Regions from separate parts of the Mus musculus genome. Here regions 1, 2 and 3 are each linked to region 4. Evidence: chromatin contacts called from public Hi-C and HiChIP or PLAC-seq data. All regions are on one chromosome and are shown on one strand. The core of a region is the stretch at or near the end of the contact, and the rest is flanking DNA. Distances in the headings are between cores, read along the strand shown.

The links. Hi-C and Micro-C count contacts between places; a contact is called where the count stands out from the background. HiChIP or PLAC-seq counts read pairs in DNA pulled down with a chosen protein or histone mark.
Region 1: a contact with region 4 is called in an H3K27ac HiChIP or PLAC-seq map of heart atrium, with 5 read pairs. The contact joins two enhancer-like sites. A contact is called at or near these places in 2 of 484 Hi-C or Micro-C datasets (nephron progenitors and uterus) and 1 of 115 datasets of contacts at active chromatin or transcription factors (heart atrium).
Region 2: a contact with region 4 is called in an H3K4me3 HiChIP or PLAC-seq map of stem cell-derived neural progenitor cells, with 29 read pairs. The contact joins two enhancer-like sites. A contact is called at or near these places in 2 of 484 Hi-C or Micro-C datasets (embryonic fibroblasts and myocytes) and 9 of 115 datasets of contacts at active chromatin or transcription factors (the NIH/3T3 cell line, craniofacial prominence, embryonic hindbrain and 5 more).
Region 3: a Hi-C map of uterus shows a contact between it and region 4, with 5 times the contacts expected there. The contact joins two enhancer-like sites. A contact is called at or near these places in 1 of 15 datasets of contacts at CTCF or cohesin (the NIH/3T3 cell line), 7 of 484 Hi-C or Micro-C datasets (nephron progenitors and uterus) and 1 of 115 datasets of contacts at active chromatin or transcription factors (heart atrium).

What each region holds. Positions count from the first base shown.
Region 1 is chr7:71,310,232-71,313,407 of GRCm38.p6, reverse strand. No RefSeq gene overlaps it. Among named protein-coding and RNA genes, the nearest start is that of Gm39034, 24 kb to the right of the region's middle. Within about 2 kb of position 1,772, at least 15 of the 459 cell types and tissues checked have an H3K27ac peak or open chromatin away from gene starts, as enhancers often do. A contact at or near this core is called in heart atrium and uterus, where this site is marked.
Region 2 is chr7:70,349,241-70,352,229 of GRCm38.p6, reverse strand. It overlaps Nr2f2 (nuclear receptor subfamily 2, group F, member 2), which reads left to right. Exons shown (of 3, transcript NM_009697.3): 3 at 1-280. Among named protein-coding and RNA genes, the nearest start is that of Nr2f2, 9.9 kb to the left of the region's middle. Within about 2 kb of position 1,334, at least 158 of the 459 cell types and tissues checked have an H3K27ac peak or open chromatin away from gene starts, as enhancers often do. A contact at or near this core is called in heart atrium, kidney and stem cell-derived neural progenitor cells, where this site is marked.
Region 3 is chr7:71,233,183-71,236,329 of GRCm38.p6, reverse strand. Gm36212 (a long non-coding RNA gene) reads left to right here. Exons shown (of 5, transcript XR_882211.2): 5 at 1,441-1,685. Among named protein-coding and RNA genes, the nearest start is that of 6030442E23Rik, 18 kb to the right of the region's middle. Within about 2 kb of position 1,694, at least 9 of the 459 cell types and tissues checked have an H3K27ac peak or open chromatin away from gene starts, as enhancers often do. A contact at or near this core is called in uterus, where this site is marked.
Region 4 is chr7:70,820,433-70,823,804 of GRCm38.p6, reverse strand. No RefSeq gene overlaps it. Among named protein-coding and RNA genes, the nearest start is that of Gm39032, 20 kb to the right of the region's middle. Within about 2 kb of position 1,359, at least 40 of the 459 cell types and tissues checked have an H3K27ac peak or open chromatin away from gene starts, as enhancers often do. A contact at or near this core is called in heart atrium, kidney, stem cell-derived neural progenitor cells and 1 more, where this site is marked.

The DNA of each region.
Region 1 (3,176 bases), core at 523-3,022, 490 kb before region 4:
AAAATGTTAAGTTCTTTCCACAGCTGCTTGAGGTAATGACAACGCAATACTCAAGACTGCTATTAATGATGTTGTATGGAAAATGACATCACCTCTCCTTCAGAGGGACAGTTTTGGAGCTATGGGTCCAATTTGAAAGACTAGAGAAGAGCTGGTATAAAAAGTCAGCCTCCTTACACAGTTCCAAACAGAGAGAGCTAGAGTGAAGAGTCTGTCTGTATATTTATGTTTGCACCCATGCTAAGCGGAAGATTTTTTGTTCGTTTTGAAACTGTCTTTCGGGGCAGGCTTAATGTGTGGAGCACAGCTGAAGTCAATTTCAATATTATCATTCATGCTTTGGAGTGGAAGTCAGGTAGGAAGAGGAGAAGCCGGAAACTAAGTCGTCCACACTTACAGAGATGCTAACCATTGCAAGTGAGTTCCCAAGCAAGCCGGCTGGCTCACAAGTTCAGTAGCCACCAGGCCCCTTTCCTCCTGCTGTAGAGAACTGCAGGATCAGAAACAGAGGGGCGCATTGACTGGTGCCTGCCACGGCCCTCCTTCCCCCTGGTGCGACTGCAATTTGGTGGATGCAGTTTGGCATGTGAGTGGTTAATATTCTTGCTCTTTCATTCTTGGGCACACTCTTGTAACAGTGGAAATCTCACACATTTACCTTTCCCTTCTGGACATTCTTCTTTCAGACTTGTCTGTCAGGATCAGAACTTTATCCTGATGGAGCAACAACTAAATATGTGACTCCCATCTCTCAGGCACACTGGAGCCCTTCGCTTTTTAGTAAGTTTCACTTTCTGAGTTTTAACAGATAAGGGAGGGGCGAGGGAGGGTTTTGGTCTCTGTTTAGCAGATGTGACTGACTGGGGCTCAGCTGTATGAGGATGCCCCTTACCCCACATCCCACATCAGAACCTTGCAGAGCCCAAGCTCAGGCCTATCGGATCTAATTAGATAAAGACCCTTCATTGATGAGACTACTTTAAAATGAACAGTGATTTCAGCTTCAAAAGTGCATGCCTTTCTTTTCTATATCTCAGACATAGAGCAAAGTCAATAGACCGACCCGCCCACAATGTGTTCTAAAATAACCCTGAATTCAGATGCACTGAAAAATGGTTAAATGAACTGATAAAGCATAGGGAATAACATATAATATCCTGTAGAGATGTACGCCTCCTACATAGATGGATACTGAATATACCTCTAAACATGTGTTATTTTAACAATCACATGCTGTAGCTCCCAATTTATTCTCATGAGGAGGGAAATAAACACAGATTTTCTTGACCGTAATTAATGTGTTTAGGGACCACACTCCACGTTTTACTGAGTCCCTGTGCACTGGGCTCCTTCGGTCATCTCTCTTGAAGACAAAATGCACCTTTTTCTTAAGTAGTCCCGAGGTTTGGTTTGTTTGTTTATTCAGGGGATGGTGGAAGGACATGGTTTCTCTGGAAAGCTGGCTCCTGTGTTCTCAGGGGTTATAAAAATGGGAATCATTTTTATTGGCAATCCCCGGGAATAGTGCTGAGACAAATGGAAAGCTGAAGATAAGGATCCTCTGAGGTGCGAACATACAGCTGTTGGGAATTGCCAGAGAATCGGACCAATAAAGGAAGTCACTATTTTTCCAGGCCTGAAGTGAGTTATAGGGCGAGACGGGTGTTGTATATTTATGTAAGGCAACAGCAGGGAGTTTAAGCGGCTGGATATTGCTGAAAGAGCATCATTCACATTCAGGCGGAGACAAAAGGTGGAAATGAAGCAACATCCTGGCCAAAGAAGGCCTCAAGACAGAATAATAACAGTTCAGAGAGGGGGGCTGTGTGCACGGCCGAGGGTCGGCCTCAAAACCAGGAAATGATCGAGATGCCTTGTCAGATCTTCAGAAAACAGTCACACACACGCACACGTGCAGGGATACACATACACACTCAAACTCAGGCCTGGCCAAGTGTCCTTGGGAAGGAGGTCATTTATCTTTCATAGAACTGTGGACAGAATTACCTGCAACCTTCATCAGTGTAGCCAACAAGATTGGCTTACCAAAAGTGCTGGAAAAAAATTGTATTTTGTACTGTTGTATGTGTACACACATACATACAAAAAATTTTTATACACACATATGTATAAAAATATGACATCCACATGTGTCAGCAGGCCTCTTGTTTGCTATCTGTTTTACACAGACTTCAAACTCACTGAGTTAGAGAAAATTCTAATTCAGGAAAATATTCTAAGAACATAGATCTGGTTGTCCTAGAGTTCCAAGGAAGGGGATGGGCAGGCAAAGAGACTGTCTTATCTTCTTGTTTATTTATTGTCCTTTTGCTTAGAGGAAGTTGCAAGCTGAATGGAAGGCTCATGAAATCCCATTCTCCTCTTGTGACAAATACTAAGAGGAAGAGAGAGAAAACCCGTTTTAGGGGGTTGGGGTTAGGGGTGGGAGAATGACCCCAAATAGGAAATAGAGGAGTTTCAGCATTCCATATCAATCTTTATAGGTAGTCTGTGGCAGTCTTGAATTTTTTTCTTTTATCCTCCTAAGAAGAAAGGGAAATGAAGAGACGACAGGGGGTTGGGGGGCAGTTATGGGGATAATTATGATCAAAATAAAGTGCAAGGAAAAACATTTTTTAATTAGTTAAAGAAAGAAAGAAAAGAAAGAGAGAAAGAAAGGAAGGAAGGAAATATTCTAGTATACCCAAATGTGAAATGTTACTGACCTTTCGAATGTTGGGTTGTAGATGTTTCTGAAACTACTCATTTGAGTACAAGCCAACAAACCAAGCACAATTAAACTGAACATATCCTATCCTATAGCCAACTTTCTTTAACACTAAACCTGAGTGGTCATTAAAATAAGGAATGGTAGGCACAGCTGGCCTAAAAAAATGGTGAGAACTATCCAAAAGTTATCTGAGGAGCTGATAAGAAAATTTGGGAAAAATTCAAGAAAAATTAAAATGCTTGGTAGTAAGATGAGTGCTTTGTGCACCACAGAGTCAAGGCCTGGCATGAGCTTTTCTTATTCATAGTAAGAACAGTATGACTGAGAAGGGTGTCTTGTGAAGAAAGGGTGTTTGTATCCTTGTGGGTATTTTCCTCAAATGTAAAGGGATCAAAAAAAAAAAAAAAAAAAAAAGAACAGAATGGCTTTCACTTTTTCTTTCCTT
Region 2 (2,989 bases), core at 85-2,584, 470 kb after region 4:
TCTTTATCTGACCCTCAGCTTCCCTCTGTAGATATATAGATATATAAATATAAATATGAATATAAGTATGTTTTACAGCACAGCATCTGACCTGTAGATGGAGGTTTTGTTGGTTGTTTATTTTCCCCTCTTGCAAGTGCTACCCATGTGAGTGTGTGAAGTTTCTCTACTAAGTAAAACACAGGCCCTTTTCCTTGTTTGCTTTGTGTTAGCTTATTGTAAACAGCCATTTGTTGTAAATTATTATTGGCATTAAATTATAATTTATGATTTTCAAAGCAAAAGACAGTCCCTGTTTTATTATGCATTTAAGTATGTGTTCTAGGCGTTGAAAAAAAATCTCTGACTCTAAGTTTCAGCGATGAGCTTGGGGGTCTTCGAGGCAGAAAAAACAGGACTCAAAATTTTTCAACGGGTTAAAATAAAACCCCTTGTATACGTTTAGAGTGGCCGGAGGAGGATCTGTTTAGAGTCTTGAGTTCGGTTTAAGTTTATTGCATTTAAAGAAAGTTTTTCTTTTCACGCTGAGTTAGAACAAAAGATCTTTGCTGCGACTGAATTAGACAAAAGACGAGGGCTGGGACCCAGCGAGTGCGTTCTGTGTGAAATTGACGAGATCTTTTTAAAAAGCTGCTAAACATGGCGACTCTTTCCCTTTAAGTGTCTCTTTTTCCTTGCTGGTTTTTTTTTTTTTCTCCCTCCTCCATCTGATCTGAGCTCGCTTTATTTCTTTTCCCAACCCCACTCCCCCTCCTCCTGGCTCTCGGTGGTGTGAGAGAACCCAGTTAGACGCGAAATGCAACAATGGTCCGAGGAGAGAGAGAGGGGCGATCGCTCCTTCTTGCCACTTTCAAACAAACCTGGGAGAAGATTGAGCTTGGGGGAGAAGGAGGGGGGTTCTAGCCAGCTCGCTTGGCTCTCGGTTGCCCTACCTCGGCCTTTCACGTAGTGCTTGGCCCGGCCGGGGGAGGGGGAGGCGGGCGGGGGGCGAGGGGCGAGGGGCTGGGGCTCAAAGTTAGCTGGCGATGTCCAGGGCTGGGTCCGTGGCGACGGCCTGGTGTAGCATCGGGGCCGGCGGCGGGGACAGGGTCCGGAGTTGGCAGCGGCTGCGGGAAAGTGCCTGGCCCCCCGCCCCCGCCCCCAACGCCTGCGCCGCAGCGTTCCGCCCTAGCCCGGGAAAGTCCTGGGTGCGGAGAGCGCCCAGCTGCTCTCCCGGGATGTGCACCGAGCGGCGGCGGGCGGGGGGTGGGGGCAGGGGGCGGTCAGGGGGAGCCTGAGCGTGTGAAAACTCTGCCTGTAAGCTCGCTTTTGACTTGGTCCTATGAGCTGAGCCAACATGGCGTCTCCCATTGCACCGCGAGCGCCGGCTGCCAGGCACCGCACGGCCGAGTAATAGAAAACACATTGGTTACCAAAAAGGAAGAAAAAAAAGGGGGGGGGGGTAGGGGGAGGACTAAGGGCCATTCGGTCTGGAGGAAGAAATCCCTCTTTTAAACTCTGGCTGGCAAGTGAGAGCAGCCCTCGATTATTGTGTAATTAAAGCAATAGCGTTTGCAGAGAAAATGTTGGTGACCCAAGACCCTAACCCCTCTTTTTTGACGCCCTCACCCCCCCTCCATATATTCTGGAGAGTTGATTTCATGCACCCTCTCCTTCAAGAATCAAATGCGAAGAATAAAAATCGGTATCCACAAACGATCTTAAGTGTTTGAATGGTATAGGGGGAGGGGGAGAAGCCAGTATTTACAGACCTGGGTCAGTTCCCCGCGCTCATTAAAGCAGACGCTGCACTGGGCTTCCAGCGGGCCGGGACCCGCTTGGAGGGGAAGGGGGAGAAGAGCTGAGAATCTCGCTTGACGTTCCTACAACTTGCTGCTTTACTCGTCAAAGTTGTGCGAAAGGTGGTTTGGATAGAGATTTGATAGAGATGTGACTGGTGGGTAGAACCTAAAAGAGGCCTAGGCCCGCTTCCATGAGGGTGGTCGCAGGGCCCAGTTCTGTGAGAGCTCTCCTAGGCCGAGCCCCTGGGTGGAGAGCATCTTCAGAAAGATAACCTCTTTCTCTAGTAGGTTTGAGAGCAGTCGAGACTGGCAGGAGCACAGATTGGCCTCCCAGAAAGTCTTCCCAGGCCTCTTCAGAGATGGGGACCCATCATCTCTAGTTAGATGGGGGAGATCATCGTCCCTGTCCAGTTCCAAACCTAGCCCGAGCCTGGGAAACCCTATCAACCACCTGGGTGGGGAGTGAGGTACTCTGAATTCCAGGCCCCGTCAAGATTTATTGAAGTTGGGTTTTAAAAAACGTGCTTCAGATGATTTTTCCCATTTTCTCGGATTTCAAAGGCTCCCCGCAGTGCGGCTGCCTAATTAATGGTGAAATTCAACTAAATCTAATTATGCAGTAATTTTAAAGCAGTTAGTGCTGGGCGTTGGTTTGTAATAGGACCCCGGTTTTTAAAAGTTTGTTGACTGTATTGGTTTAGGGGAAAGCTATCTTTTGTATGGTAAAGAAAGATGGGGAAGGGTTTTCCTGCTCCGAAGGGGAGGGCTCAGGACTGTTAGCCATCCCACCCTCATCCCTAAGTCCTATTCAGTCTCCTTTCTCTCTTCTCTTGTTTTCTCTTTCATGCTCGGGCTAAAAAGCTGAGTGAGGTGCTAACGCTTCAAGCAGCCCCAGTTTCCTGATGAAACAGGAAAGGGAGAATCTATCCTTTGGAGACACAAAGGGCCAGACTGGTATGGGCCCTCTTAGATGCATCCGTGCAAACTTGAAAACTGGGAAGGGACTCCCAACTCCTCTAATCCAGAACAGATTTCCTCCCCAGCATCCATTGTCATTAAGGCGCAAAGCTGACTCTTAGAGTTATAAATCTTATCGTCCTTCTGATAACGTACTTGTAATAAGTTAGCGTCCCATTCAATGTGAATTGTAAAACTGCCTCACTTAATATGGCATCTGTGTCATTAAAACTCCCCCCCCCCCGCCCCGC
Region 3 (3,147 bases), core at 445-2,944, 410 kb before region 4:
GGGGTGACTTTAACTGCTGTTCAGGTATTTTCATGGAGGCAAGCTAGAGCCCAGGCTAACTGCACTGTGTGCTTCAGTAATAGGAAGTCTGGAGAATATTTATTAGCCTATATCTGTGGATTACGGAGATCCTTTCTAATTAAAGTGAGCTGCTCTGTAAAGGAGTGGAAAAATGCCTAATACAGTTGACATAAACAGAAAAGAAAGTTGCAAGGAGGAAGAACCCCCCACCGCAGGATTAAAAAGCACATTCAATAGTGTGGGCTGGACCCACATATTTGACATGAAATTCTTACATCGGGGGCTGTCAGTATTTCAGAAACCTAGCTGTAGCCTGTGCTCTTTTCTGTCTTGACAGCCAGGCTGCACAGTGAGTGCTGATTTCCCTATTGGAACCCCAGATTCTGTGACATTTCTATAGAAACATATAGATCATTTGTTTGGCAGTCCTTTACAAACCATACACAAACCCTGGTTATCTGGGATCTGTGTAAAATACTGTGTGACCACAATAGGTATAAACAATATTGTAAGGTTTCCGATGAAAATGTGTGTGTTTGTTATAGGAATGTAGTGAATCAAGGTCATGAGTGAGGTGACGGTAACCTCCGGGATCCTTCCACTCAAGGTCATTATTATGCTGAAGGATTATTTACTTTCTTTGCCCTTTATTTTATTTACTTAATTTTTTTTTTCTCAGGATATAGCCATGGTTGGCCTGGAATTCACTATGTATAATAAACTATCCCCAGACTCACAGAGCTCATCCTGCTTGCCCTGTCCCAAGTGCTGGGATTAAAGGCACACCTTGCCATGGCTTCATGTTTGTATATTTTACTGTGGTCTTCGTTTTTTTTTCTCTCTCTCTATTATAGTAGTTCGAAGTTTATCATAGTCTCCTGCATTTCCACTTACCTTTATTCTGTGACTTCTGCACAAAAGCATTGCTAAGTAGGCAGACACAGCCTAAAGGATAGATGGGATGTCAGAGTGCTCAGATACTAAAACTAAAACTAGACTCAAGCCCCGAAGGGTGCTTCATCAAAGCGTAAAATAAGTACGGCTTTTACTACTTTCTTTTTGCATCTTCTATTTCTTTCTTGGCCACGATCTTTTAGTCTGGATGAAGACCAAAGCGAAAAAGAAAGGAGGGCTGTGGAAGAAAAGTCAAGTGGGGTGGGGTGGGGGGGAGAAGGAACAGGAATTGAAAAGAAAAAACAGAATACATCTGGTCCTGCTGAGAGTAATAGCGTTTATGTGAATGTGCGGACAAGACTGTGTGTTAAAATGTTCAGAAGTCTGTGTCTCTGAAATGCATCACCTCTATTCTGTGGCTCACGCATTTGAAACTTTGTAGAGAAACATAGACCATGATCAGGATTCATTCTTTCCAACACAAAGGACTCGCAGTTAAATTTCATTTTTCATCTTTCCTTTAAGAACGATGACAAGGGACAGTCGGTACTGCAGAGAAGTCTCCCGAAGCCTGGCAAGGATGTAACACATCACCGTGACCCACCTCAGAGGAACCCCAGCCCTGCACAGAAATCATGGCCCGTGACCCCAAATGGGACCCTTTGTTCTTCAGGCTTGACCTTCTTCAATTTGTTACACTGTCCACCTTCAGTTTGTCTTAGAGGGCTTCCTTCCTGAGAAATCCAAGCATCCCAGCTCTGTGAGTCCATGATACAAAGATTTCTATTACTCCTTACTGTCTTCATGGGAACAGCCTGAGAATGTAATCTGAGCTGGCTTGGGTCTATCCCTACACAGCCACATCATAACATTGAAGTGTAGATTTATAGCACACTTTATGTATATTTTCTTATTCCCAAGGCCCCCCTTTTCACAGATACATACACAACATGTCATGTAGAAAATATAAATTGTTGATCATACAAGCACTTTCCTTCTTTTTAAACCTTTCCAAAGGTCTTTTTGTTAAATACACCCAGATGCCGTTTGACAGATGAGGGGCTAATTGCTCTGTGAATTACCTCTATCGATTCCTGTTTCATGTTGAGCCAAACAAACAAAAGATATTAATGCTTTGAAAAAAATGAATGATGACCTTTCTCAGCAAACACAGCTTGCGGTCTCTGATTATTGGTGATTCCAGAGAGCAGCGGTCAATGGCAATAGCTGTAACGCTATGATCGCTATAATAAGCTTGCCTGACCTTCTCTGCCATGTTAAGTGGTTTAAATTTATTTGCCCAACAACAGAAGAGCTTTTATTTAAAGTCACAGAACATTCAATTCAGTTTAAAGATGTAGTGTCGTCTTCCGACTTCCCTCCTGGTCCCTTCATGCGCCTACATGCTAAGACCACTGCCTTTCCCACCAGGAACCAGACCACAATACCATAGGAAAAAAGCAACAAATGTCCTTTCTGTTTAGCACCCTGGGAGCCATTTTTACTTTCCAGGTTGTTTTTATTATTTTTAAAATAAAACATCAGAATTATCTTGTTTCTTTCTCTTCTTAACTTTTGGCCACAGTGTGTGTTAAGTTCTAGACCGTTTGAGCCCATACAAAGTCAAGAATTGAGGGAGACCAGTTTTAACCACCTGAGCCAGAGATCAAAAGCTCAATTCTATTTTTATCTAAAAAAAGTAGGCTGTTTTATGAGTCATTTCTTTGTCCCCAGAGGAGACCCTTCCAGTTCTGTAGTGGAGGAAACAGCAAGCCAGCTACTACCTCAGAACAGCCTTCTTATCAGGACACATACACATCTCAGATATCGCTGATTAATGATAGCTTTATGTAATTGGCAGTCTTAAATCCTGGCAGTTAACAGAACATGGCTGTGGGCCCTTTAAGTGCCTCCTGATCATTTTTCTCTACAAGTCTTTGTGTATAACGGTGAAAATATGCACAGTACAAATGGTGAAAGCCTTGGGTGTTTAGGTAGGAAGTGTCTGCATCCCCCATCCAAGATTGAAAGGAAAATCTCTTGAAAAAAAAAGGGGGGGGAGGGCGCTAATACTTCCACTAACTTCCTGATGCAAGGAATGCCAAAAATATCCAGGAAGTAAGTAGTTTCTCTAAGAATGTTTTGGTCCCTGTGCACTAAGATCAAAGCAGGAAGTGCAGAGAAAAACAGCACAAATAATCAAAAGGCATCCTGCCTCCTTCTCACAGTCTC
Region 4 (3,372 bases), core at 110-2,609:
CTTCAATACAAAGGACAGGACCTGACTAGGGAGGAAGAAGCCTTTTTCTGGCCACATTGTGACAAGAGTACTAGGAAACAAAGTGACCTGTGTGCCATACATCCAAAGGGTAACCAAGTTTGCCCATCTTCGGTGACAAAATTATACAGATCAAGAGAGTTAATGATACAGTATGGACAGTGTCTTGATTGAGGACATCAGAGGAACAAATTTCTAGAAGCCCTTTTCTTCCCAGAGATTTAACTTTTCATAAGCAAAACAATTATTTCATTCAAAAAAAAAAATAGAAAACTTCTATCAAAACGTCCTGACTCGGTTTCCTATGGAATATTGAAAGCATGCTATAGGCACAGACGTCAAGTTTGCAGGTTTAACCCCAGGGAGAGAAAATTATAGTTCCCTCCATTTATCCGTGAACCCTGCAGCTGGCAAAGGCTGCACTCTGTTAGTAATTACACCGAACAGATGAGGGACTTTTTAATTTTTTTTTATTTTGACCTGCAGTTAAACAAAATTTGCTTGTTTTATTTTTGGTTAAAAATGATGAAGCAGCAGCGACCCCGGTTTCACCCCGGAGCTGTTGATTTTCCCCCCCTCCTTCGTAATTTGTTTCAGACTACGAGTGCACGGGGTTTCATTTTAGTGGGAAACGTTCGCTGCCAAGACCTTCAGGGGTTTTATCTGCAGTTTATTTTGTTAACTACGAGTTTAAGGTTGTTGTGAACTCTCCTCCTCCTCCTCCTCCTCCTCCTCCTCCTCCTCCTCCTCCTCCTCCTCCTCCTCCTCCTCCTCCTCCTCCTCCTTCTCCTCCTTCTCTCCTGTTTTCCTTTCAAATTTCCCAACCAGAAAAGTTTGTCTTCAGCTTGAGAAAACATATTGAAGGTAGAAGGGAAGGAAGAATGAGTTCCGGAGAAGTCAAAAAAATCAACGAAGGACTGAAGCCAAAGGGAGAAAAATAATAAAACGGAGCAACTGAATTCGCTGCCATAAAGGTTTAGTGCGCTGTCCACACTCAACTCCCACCCTTCCCCCTTGTAATTCAGATTTAACACTAATAAAAGAGGGGAACTAAAGATAATTGGCTAGAGTCAAGCATTGAATATCAGGCATTTCACAGGATGACCCAGCTAGGCAACTGCAGCTGAGCGCATTTTAACTTACGAGTCCAGAACAAAAAACAATGGTTCATGAGGCAGAAAGAATGTGCTACAACACCCTGTTGCCCTCGCTGGTATTTATAAAGTTTTGGCAAAATTTCATAACAAATTTCAAAATAATGTGAAAGTGGCCTGTTTCCGGTTTCTGCCATGCTCCATGCCTGTCATGGGGATGTTGCGGTCAGGGCAAGTGGCCAAGGATTTGCCTGGCAACAGAAATGGAACAGGCCGGCTGCTACTAATCCTCACGTTTGTACAGTGCTTTTTCTACTTTGTGTTTCAAAGAACTTACGCATAGACCCCAGTCTTCAATCCCTCCAACAAGCCTGGTAGGCCAGGCTGATTTGATTTTGCAGATGATGAAGCCAAGATTGTAAGAGATGATGGATTTGATCAAGGGCACAGAGAGAACAAGAATGACCGTAGAAAATTAAACCCACTTTTCTGACTTAGACCAAAGAACCGTCTATTAGTAGTCTATTGTGGGATAAGGACACTAAAGCCATTTATTGGCTTGCCTTCCCCTCCTCTTCCATTCTCTATAGGGCTTCTGCTGTCCATCCCTATGGTCACCCAGGAACCTGAGGATCCTCTCCAAACAGACTGTAGACGAGAGTGGACCTCCACAGGGTATAGCATAGCTAATTTGTCTAAGCCTAGCACACCTTTCCGTAGACAGGGCTGGCTCTCACTTGCTCACCCAATAGTTAAATAACTTAAGCCAATGTGAAATATTCAGGGGGCAACAGCATCATTGCTGTCTCTGAAATACAAAGTAAGCCAGCCATTCAATAAGATTTAGCCCAGTATTTATCTCCGCTCATGGTCACATGTATTTTTGCTGGGTTGAAAATATTCCCTGTCCTGTGGGCACTGTGTCTGAAGGCTGCTCAGCATATTGTAAAGAGTAAAAAGAAATACTTGGACTGTCAACTTCAGGTGTGCTAGTTAACGCCACCAAATCTCTGCATCTTTTCTATGGAATTACCCATCTAATCTTTAAGGGATCGGTGTGAGGATGAGATTGGCCCACACAAGTGTCTATAAAGAGTTGGTGCTGCTGTTCTCATTGACCCAATCATTTGAACTCGGGATGTAACTTGCATGGAGGCAAACGGTACAAAGTTGTGTGATGCTGTGATGCAGGCTTTTATCACCAAAGCAACTGACCTGACCTGCCAGTGATGGGATGTGATGGCTCCAGCCTGCACGCGAAGCAAGCACTACTAAATTTCTTCAATATACTATTTCATTTAATCCTCCCCATAACCAGGACTGGAGAATTAAGCAATTATATAATTACACAGCAAATAGATCAACTCAGATAGCCAAACTGAGTAATTAGGACTGAAAACATTATTAACTGAGTTTGTAAATGAATCCTTCAGGTACTTATCTTAACTCTCTGTGTCTCTTTGTTCACTGCAAATTATCAGCCTAGGATAATTTATTCGGTTAATTTAATTGGCACTAGGGTCCAACCAGATAATTCAAGCCTAAATTATTCACATTGTCTTTCAAATGATCTCAATGTTAAAACAAGATTCACACTTCCCTTCGACTCTATCTGTAGTGTTTCATCTAGCACAGGGCAATCTATGACACTACACCGGAAAATCTTGAGTGTGTTTTCTACCTAACTTGTCCCATTAGGGGATAGAAGCAAGGATTTAAAAAAAAAAAAGTCCTAGCTTTTGACAGATCAGTGGACTTATTAGAGAAATTCAGTGTTTGATTTAGGCTGAGTATTCCCTACACAAAATACTTGGAATGGGAATTATCTTGTAATTTGGCCTTTTTTAAAAAATTTTTTGAAATATTTACATATGCATGAAGAGATACCCTGGCAATGAGGTACAAGTCTAAACATGAAATTAATTTCTGTTTCCTGCGTACCATATCCACATGCTCTGAAAATAATCTTACATAGTATTTTCTCAAGTCTGTCTTTCACATAAGGAGGAACGGGAACGGGGGAGAATTTTCCATTTATGTCGTCATGTTGATGCTCAAAATTTTTCAGATTTTTGAGCATTTCGGAGTTCACATTTTTTTGTGAAACACAGATACTCAGCCTGCAGTTTAGGAATGTCAATAGTTTTCGATCTAGGGTTGCTCCAGAATCCATAAAATTGGAAGGCTTTAAGTGAGACTCAGAATGCAGATAAACTGAGAATCTAGTCAGTCTATCTGCAGGGCATTTGTGACAACGAAA